Linked DNA regions of Mus musculus: region 1 is linked to region 2. Evidence: chromatin contacts called from public HiChIP or PLAC-seq data. All regions are on one chromosome and are shown on one strand. The core of a region is the stretch at or near the end of the contact, and the rest is flanking DNA. Distances in the headings are between cores, read along the strand shown. Region 1 overlaps Gm32130 (a long non-coding RNA gene). Region 2 has its middle 43 kb from the start of Gm31845.

The links. HiChIP or PLAC-seq counts read pairs in DNA pulled down with a chosen protein or histone mark.
Region 1: an H3K27ac HiChIP or PLAC-seq map of embryonic stem cells shows a contact between it and region 2, with 9 read pairs. The contact joins two enhancer-like sites. A contact is called at or near these places in 2 of 484 Hi-C or Micro-C datasets (double positive thymocytes and embryonic fibroblasts) and 3 of 115 datasets of contacts at active chromatin or transcription factors (embryonic fibroblasts, embryonic stem cells and stem cell-derived neural progenitor cells).

The regions. Positions count from the first base shown.
Region 1 is chr16:95,767,667-95,771,873 of GRCm38.p6, forward strand. All of the region lies in intron 1 of Gm32130 (a long non-coding RNA gene), which reads right to left. Among named protein-coding and RNA genes, the nearest start is that of Gm41509, 28 kb to the right of the region's middle. Within about 2 kb of position 2,240, at least 123 of the 459 cell types and tissues checked have an H3K27ac peak or open chromatin away from gene starts, as enhancers often do. A contact at or near this core is called in embryonic stem cells, where this site is marked.
Region 2 is chr16:95,622,917-95,627,126 of GRCm38.p6, forward strand. No RefSeq gene overlaps it. Among named protein-coding and RNA genes, the nearest start is that of Gm31845, 43 kb to the right of the region's middle. Within about 2 kb of position 1,740, at least 9 of the 459 cell types and tissues checked have an H3K27ac peak or open chromatin away from gene starts, as enhancers often do. A contact at or near this core is called in embryonic stem cells, where this site is marked.

The DNA of each region.
Region 1 (4,207 bases), core at 990-3,489, 150 kb after region 2:
TCTACCAGAGTTCTCCATTCTCCTGAAACCTTTGCTGCCACTGAGTTCTGGCCACCCACCTGGGAACCTCTGTGAGTGTCAGCTCCCCATGTGGACAGCAATCTCTGCCTTGTCCTCCACAGAGCTTTCCTGGACACCATGTGGTTCTGGAACATTTCACTGTCCCATCCATCCCTCCTCCTTCAGCCTCTTGTTGGCAGAGTAACACAGTGCTCAGACTACTTCAGGAGCTTCTACACTGTCTTAACCTCCAATGTGTCTGCATTCTTCTATTAACACAGTCTGAAGCCCCAAAGGCTACGTCATCCCAATGGTGATTTGGAAGGTAGGTTTCTGTCAACCAGAACCCCTTATAAACCGTGGTGCCTGGACAACCCCTTCCTGGTTGGGTTGGACTTTGTCTGTCATTGTTGCCTTTCTTAGATGACCTGCCATAGCTTCAGTCTTTCTCCACGGTTTCCTGTCAGGGTAGCAGATTAGACAGAGGTCGGGGTTAGGGAGGAATCTAGCTTGCTTTATTCTGCAGCTCAGACTTGCCTGCTCCTTGCTTTTGGGGCAGAGGGGAAGTTCAGGCAAGGTCTAGCCATGGATCCCACACTGGCCTCCAACTCATGATCTTCCTGCCTCAGTCTCCTGAGACCTGAGATCGCAAGCGTGTGCCACCGCATTTCCAGTTTTAGAGACCAAATGAATCAAACCCTTCATTTTGTAGACAGAGATACAAAGGCTTAGTTGCAGCAAAGAACTGTTGGAAGACCACACATATTCACAGCAAATGTCATGGTGCCGATATCCCAGTTCTCAGGTGCTGTGTGGGGATTTACTCAGTCAGGACACTACACAGAGCCTACCAGCTCACCGGAGGAAGAAGGAAAAACAAGGTGGATCCTGCTAAGCAAGAGCACTTAAAGGTCACAGCCATCCATTGCTGATGAGAAAAAACAACGAAATGGGAAGTCTCCCAGTCACAGGGTGAAGTAGTTACTGGACCTGAGATGGAGCAGAGCTTGGGTGCATGGCATGACGCAGCTGGCAAGCCACCGAGGCCAGAAACAAAAGGAGGAGTGCCAGGATCCCACACCTGTGAACTGAGTGGACTATTTTATGTATGTAAGTACACTGTCGCTGTCTTCAGACACACCAGAAGAGGGCGTCAGATCCCATTACAGATGGTTGTGAGCCACATGGTTGCTGGAAATTGAACTCAGGACCTCTGGAAGAGCAGTCATTGCTCTTAGCCACTGAGCCATCTCTCCAGCCCCTAATGTGAACTTTTCAAACCATGTTTAGTGTGGGGCATTGTGGGATATCGTAGACATCTTAATGTGATAAGAAGAAACCAGGTTTGGTACCTAGGCAAGTACTCTAACCACTGAGCAACAACCCACCTCAATACCTCAATTTTTAGAAAAGCCTTGGACCACCTTGCTGCTGGTAGCCAGTAAAAGAAGGTGGCAAAAAAAAAAAAAAAAAAAAAAAAAGGCAGACAGGAGAAGCCCTTCCCATAACCACACCCACACCCACCCCACTCCCAGGCAGCACACAGAGGCAGCAGCAGCAGGTAGGTCCAGCTCTCATGCACTGCCTCCCCAGCGTGCCTCCTCACAACCTAGTGTGCCCTGGTTGCTAACCCTATTCGGTGCACCTTCCTCTCTGTTTTGTCTACCTGGAGCTTCGGTGGAAAGTGTCACTGTGTGCTCTCAAGCCCAGAGAATGGAGTCTAAAGGGCCTGCTTGCCCCGGGAAGAACGAGGAAACCTTGCTTGAAATTCGGGACACCAGCTCCTTGATGGTGTGAAGGATTATCTCTGGTCCTCACCCTAACAAGCCTCTCACCTGTAGGCAGTGCAGGCCTGCCTCTGCCCAGCTTCATCTAGAATCTGCTAGACTTGCAGGGCACTGAGGGGCAACAGTGAGCCCGGGATCAGATGGTGAAGGGTGCAGATCAGCTTCTGGATCCCTGGACTGGGGACAGGTGGGTGTGGGTCGAGGCTAGGGGAGGAGAGGGGAGGGGGTAGGAGGTGGAGGGAGGGAGTACACTGGAGGTGGAGGAGAGGTGAAGTTTTCCAGGGATCCCAACAAAGAAGAGAAGCAATTTCAAGCTGTTCCAGAGGAGGGAAGAAAAGAAACTTAAACTGGAGCCAGTTGGAAGCTCATTTCTTTCATGCCGGCTTGACTGATCCTGTGTGGGCGGCACAGCTCCTGGCAGCAACCGACTGTGTGTGGGTGGTGTTCTCAGAACAAAAGTTCACTGCTGCCGCCAGAGCCAGCACCTAAGCAAGGGATTTTGTCCCCTTACAGTCACTGCGGGAGTGAAGCCCAGGTCCACGCACTAGACACGTATACCCTGCACACGCACACCACAGCACACACAACATACAACACACACCACATGACACACACACACCACACGACATACACAGACCCATATCCCTCACACACATACCACACCACACACACACACCAGGGCACACACACCACATCATACCACATACCCACACACCACACACATCCCCACATACCATATACCACGCACCCCAACACACCAACCATACCACACACTACCCACATTGTACCACACTATAAGACATACAACACATACATACATACATACACAGCGCACACACACACACACACACATATTATACATACATACACAGCACACACACATATAATATACATACATACATACTATATATACAACAGACCACACACATATATATACACACCACACATACTGCATGTACCCCTCCCCCACAGCCCCCCCCCACACATACACATAAACACACACACCCCACATGCACTTAGAGCATGCATACCACTTCTTCCCACCCCCATCTTTCTGCACCCACTGAGGTCTTACCCATGTGAGTGAGAGCTAGCCTGTCAGGCCTCCAAGGGAAGAACAACATTAAAGCCCAGAGCAGCTATAGCTTTCACTATAATGAGCACAGGCTTTCATGAGCTCTGAGAGTCTTCAAAGAGCTTGGCAAACACAGACTCATTAAGTCTCCTACATTCTCCCTGTCACAGATGAAGACAGCAGTGGCTTACCCAGCACAGGCTGATCTCAGGCAACAGAGCCTGGCTTCCTGACCCAAGTGACACAGCCCCTGAAGCCCTGCTCCATCTTAGGAAAGAGTCAGGTAGGAAGGTTGGAAGCCCAGGACCAGCTCTGTGAAAGCAAAACTGAGGAGCAGGGACAAAGACAAAGTGACTGGTGACAGGTGTCAAAATCTCCTCTCACACAAGTGAGGATGCTGGCCAAGCCTCCCTGAGGGCTGAGCTCACTGGGTGCCTTCCTCTGTGAGGAGAGCTTGCTGGACTTCAGCTACAGGCTGAGCCATAGCCTCCTCCACCCTCCTTCCTGTATAGGCAACATGGGAGACACGGCATTGGAAAGCTGGGTCTAGCACATTCCCTTCCCAGGGGGTGACTCATGGTCACCCATCAGCACACCTCATGCCCAGGCTGGGTCTCACAAGTGCCTCAGAGGATGGCCCTCTTCCTCCATGCCAGAGGGAGAGTCCAGGAGTTGTGTGTGCTTACTAAAGGCCCAGGAAGATGCTTCCCTGCAAGTGCAATGGGAAGAAAACCATTCTCATCCGGGAAAGCAGTTCAGGAAGAGATGTTTCTACACTGTCTTTCCGTGAATGCTGAGCCAAGCCCCTCCCCGACCGCCACCACTGTTCCTGTCCGTTAGCTGGCCAGGGCTTAACTGGAACAAGGTCTCCATGGGAAGAACATATAGCCTCTGGCTCCCAGTTCCCAGGATGCTGCTGGTGATAAGAGCTGTCTACCTCAAACCCAAGTGCAGCACATATACACGCAGTACCTTCCTTCAGAGCTAGGGCTGTTTGCTGTGTGATTACCTGAGCCAGAAAGACAGCAGCAGAGATGCAAGCTTTGAGGAGGCACCGGGAACTACTGAGGGTGTTGTTCTTGGCTCCTCAGTAGAAACCTTACCCATTTCCATTTCTTCTAAAGCCATCCACTCTACAAATGCCACTTTCAGTGCTAGGCATAAACCCAGGGCTGACACTTCAGTGTGTGTGTGTGTGTGTGTGTGTGTGTGTGTATGCATGTGTGTATGTACAAGCATGGTATGAGTGTAGGGGAGAACTAAGGGATACACTCTATGTATGTATATGTATGTGTTCCTATGTGTGCATGTGCACATTCTAAGCATGTGCAGGTATGTATTTTTG
Region 2 (4,210 bases), core at 490-2,989:
TGCACATTGTACGAACAGCTAAATGTTGGTCCTCTTGCCACAGTGCTGTGAACAGTGTAGACACCGCACAGGGGTCCCACACATTGCTCAGAGAGGCCCAGCCTGTGACCTATGCCCGCTGGTACCTGTGTGAAGCTTCCTTTTAGGCTGAACTGCAGTGCCCTTGATCCCAGGTAGCCAGCCTCATGCTCACCCTAAAGGGCACAGAGGTGTTCACGTGCTTCAAGGCCGCTTGGCTCAACCTATGGAAAGTGCCATGGGACTGTTGGCCCACAGCCTGAAGCTGCAGGTGCTGATAATAAAGAGTTCAGAACCTGATGCAAAGCTCTGGCTCCCCACTGTGTGAGGCCCGTATACTCAGGTCCTGGAATCAGCAGGGGACTGAGCCCTCCCTGCCCAAAGATTCACAAAAACCAACTCAGCAACAGTACAGTGTAAGGCGCAAGGGGTGTTGCCAAAAGTTAGTGTAAAATAAACTGGTCTGGGGGTTGTTTTGTTTTGTTTGTTTTTTGATACAGGATTTCTTTGTGTAGCCCTGGCTGTGCTGGAACTCACTCATAGACCAGGCTGGCCTCGAATTTAGAGATCTGCCTACATCTGCTTTCCAAGTGCTCAAATTAAAGGCATATACCAACCACCACTGACCAGCTTTTTGACCCATGAAATTCACTGCACAACCCTGGCTCCACCTTGAATTTCAGGGGCAGCAAGAATACTGCCCCAAACTTTGCCAACTGGCACATTTGGCTCTAGCCACCCTATGCCCACTTCACCCTTCCAACATCTTGTCACCACCCCCATGGCTTCCTCCCTTGTTGGTACCTGCAAAATTCTATAGACAAAAGCCTGTTCTCTTCTAGGAAGTACCAATAAGAAAGAAAAGAAGAGAAAACCCAGACAACAGAAAGAATGGTTCAAATTGGTGCAACTTTAAAAAAAAAAAAGTGGCTGAGGAGATGGCTCATTGGTAAAGCTCTTGGCTCTAGAGTCTGAGGGTCTGAGTCAGGAACCATAAAGACCCCAGCATATCCATGGTGGCCTAGGAGGCAGAGATAGGGGAATTCTTAGACACGCCCAGGCCTGCTACCCTGGTGTAGACAATGGCAAACAGGAGATCATGTCTCAAACAAGGTGAAAGGTGAGAGCTGACATACCCAAGGTTGTCCTCTGACCTACATATGCACACCATACAGAAACAACGCATGCCCACACAGAGATTAAAACACAGTCAAACACAAACACAGAGACTTAATATTTATAAAGTCTGGGGAGTGGCCTACTTTGCCTTCTGTTGCTGTGGTAAAGACACTTTTACCAAAAGCAGCTCAGAGAAGGAAAGGACTGTGTTTGGCTTACACTTCCAGGTCAGAGTTCATCACTGAGGGAGGTCGGGGAAGAAGCTCAACAGGAACTAAAAGCAGAGACCCTGAGGGGATGCGGTTTGCTGGTTTGTTCTGAAGCTCAGCTTACTAGATTTTTTTGTTCTTGTTTTGTTTTGTGGAGAGAGCCTTTTGGGGTACCGCTTGGCAGGAATCTGTCATTAGGCCCTGACTGAGAAATAAGTCCAGGCAGGAATCTGACATCAGGCCATGACAAAGAGGTAAGTCCAGGCAGGGACCTGCCATTGGCCAAGGACAAGGAAGTAAGAATCTGGTTTTAGGGTAGAACAAAGAAGTAGGCTCAGATATCTTGATCATCCTTAGAAACAGCGTCACTGGAGTGATCTTGGGGCTGTGTGTTCATTGTCTTGCTTGTTCCTTGACTATTGTCTTGCTTAATCCTTCATTGTACTGCTCGCCCTAAATACCTGCATGTAATTAAAATGGTATAAAAGTGAATTGGGAAAAATTAAACCTGCCATCAGTCTCAGAATTGACAGGGGTCATGCTACAATGTTGTCTGTCTTTTTTCTTTTTAATCTTCACTCCCACATTGGAGAACCTGTTGACTGACTGAGTGGGCTTAGTTTTGATTTTGTTTTGTTGTTCAAGGCAGAATTTCTCTGTCTGATGCTGGCTGTCCTGGGACTCTGTAGACCAAGGCTGGTCTCAAACTCAGAAACTCGTCTGCTTCTGCCCCACAGGTGCTGGGGTTAAAGGCCTGTGCCTCCAGCCATCACACCTGGCATTAACTAGATTGCTTATTCATCCCCAAACCACCTGCTCCAGAAATGGTTTGCTCCACAGTGGGCTGAGCTTCATACATCAATTAACAATCAAGATATAGTCAGCCTGACCTAGGCAATCCCTCAGTTGAGATTACAAGGTGGGTCAAGTTCACAGATTAAGCTAGCCAGGAAAGGAAGGTCTGTCCTTGTTTTATTGGAAGGTATAATAAGTTCATGGGATCTTTCCTCACAGCTAAAATGGTTGCCCCCCCCCTCTCTCTCTCTCTCTCACACACACACACACACACACACACACACACACACACACGCAACCATCCCCCCAAAATGAGAACATCTTGTTACTGAATTCTGCTTTCCAGATACACTACTATTGCAATATATGAATGAATTCTTTAGCTCACATTTATGTTTAGCATTCTGCACACCAGGATCTATTGTGGATAGACAGGACAAAGCCCCCGTCCTCACTCTTAGGAAGCCAGGCAGGTGGAAGAATAGAAAACAGGGACAAGCAAGTGACATCTTGGTAATTGGCTATGAGGAATCCCTTGGTTTCAGGCAGCTTAAGAATCTACTATTGACTAAATTCCCCCAAGACTGGAGTCTGGGAGAGGCCGAGCGTTGGCTGATCGGTGAGGGCGCCAGCATGAGCAAATGAGCTGTTTAAGGCAAGCAGCTCATCTTACCTGGTATTAGGGTTGGCTTTAGTGTCAACATGCCAAAATTAGGATCACCTAAGTAGGGGCCTCACCTGAAGTACTGTCCCGGTTGCCTCGATCCACATGGGAAGACCACCGTGTATGGGTTGCAGTACAGACTTCTTAAAAAGCACATGGCAGAAAGAAGATGGCTCATTCTCTGCTTGCTTGGCCTTCCCTCTTGCAACTGAGATGGCCTGCTGCTGCTGCTGCTGCTGCTGCTGACCACGATGATGGTGGTGATTCCACCCCTGATAGCAGAATTTACTTTTACAGGCTCCCATTGTGAACTAAGGAACTTCCAGGTTTTTAATCACAGATTGGAGATTCCTGAGGCATCCAGGAATTTTGTGGACAAAATAATGGCTGGGTTTTCAACTTCCCTGTCATGACAGTCACTATAGGGCTACTCCAACTTCTGGGGAACACAGACTCTGGGATCAAGGAACGGCTGGTTTCTCAGCCTCTCCAGTGTGAGACCATTGTTATTATTTTAATGAAAGTGACTCAACACACACACACAGATACACACAGACACACACACACAGAGACACCTCACTGGGTTCTGTCTTTCTGGAGAACCCTGAACAATAGAATTGGCCAAGGACATTATTGAGTCCCGCATGCTATCATCTGTCTAGTGTCTAATGTCCAGTGTTCTTACAGAATTGTCCAAGGGAACCCTGAGTCCCAGGACAACTGAAATGAAAGACAGTTCTACTGCATGGGGAAGAGGGTGCTCATGGGAAGAGAGAGAGGCCAGAGCTGGCTCCCAAGGCACATTGGCTATTAGAGGTCAAAGCGAAGAGGGATTTAAGTCCTGCTTTGTTTGAGATTCCAGCGATCTCTTGATCCAGTCAGCCAGACACTCACAAAGGGAGGCGAGACAGCTGTGATGCTGATATTGATTTTATTGTCTTATGAGACCTAAGGGCTCAGGGAGCATTGCAGAGGCCCTCAATCTACAGGGAATGAAGGAAGTGGCATCTATGCTGAGACCTGGGATGGGGACACTCCGCCCCCACAGTGCTGATGAAGAGCAAGTAGTGGGGTACATGCTTTCTGGGCAGAGAGCACCATGAGACAGGTTAGAGGAAGCAATGCAGACAGCTGTGTGTGGTACAGAGGGACTGAGGGTCAGGAAGAGTGTTGGGCAAGAAGGTGACTTTGAACCTCTTCTTTTACACAGGAGACACAAAGGAGTCACTTGGTGGCCATAGGAGTTACCTGGGTTGTGTTTTAGAAGCTCCACTGGCTTTAGAGTGGAGGAAGGACTCGCAGTGAAAGTGGATGTAAGAAGGCTCCTGAGGGACCTTTGCAGAGTTCCAATAGTCATGAGTGCCCTGTCTATTCCTTGGTGGTGTTTCAGAAAAACATATGAGGA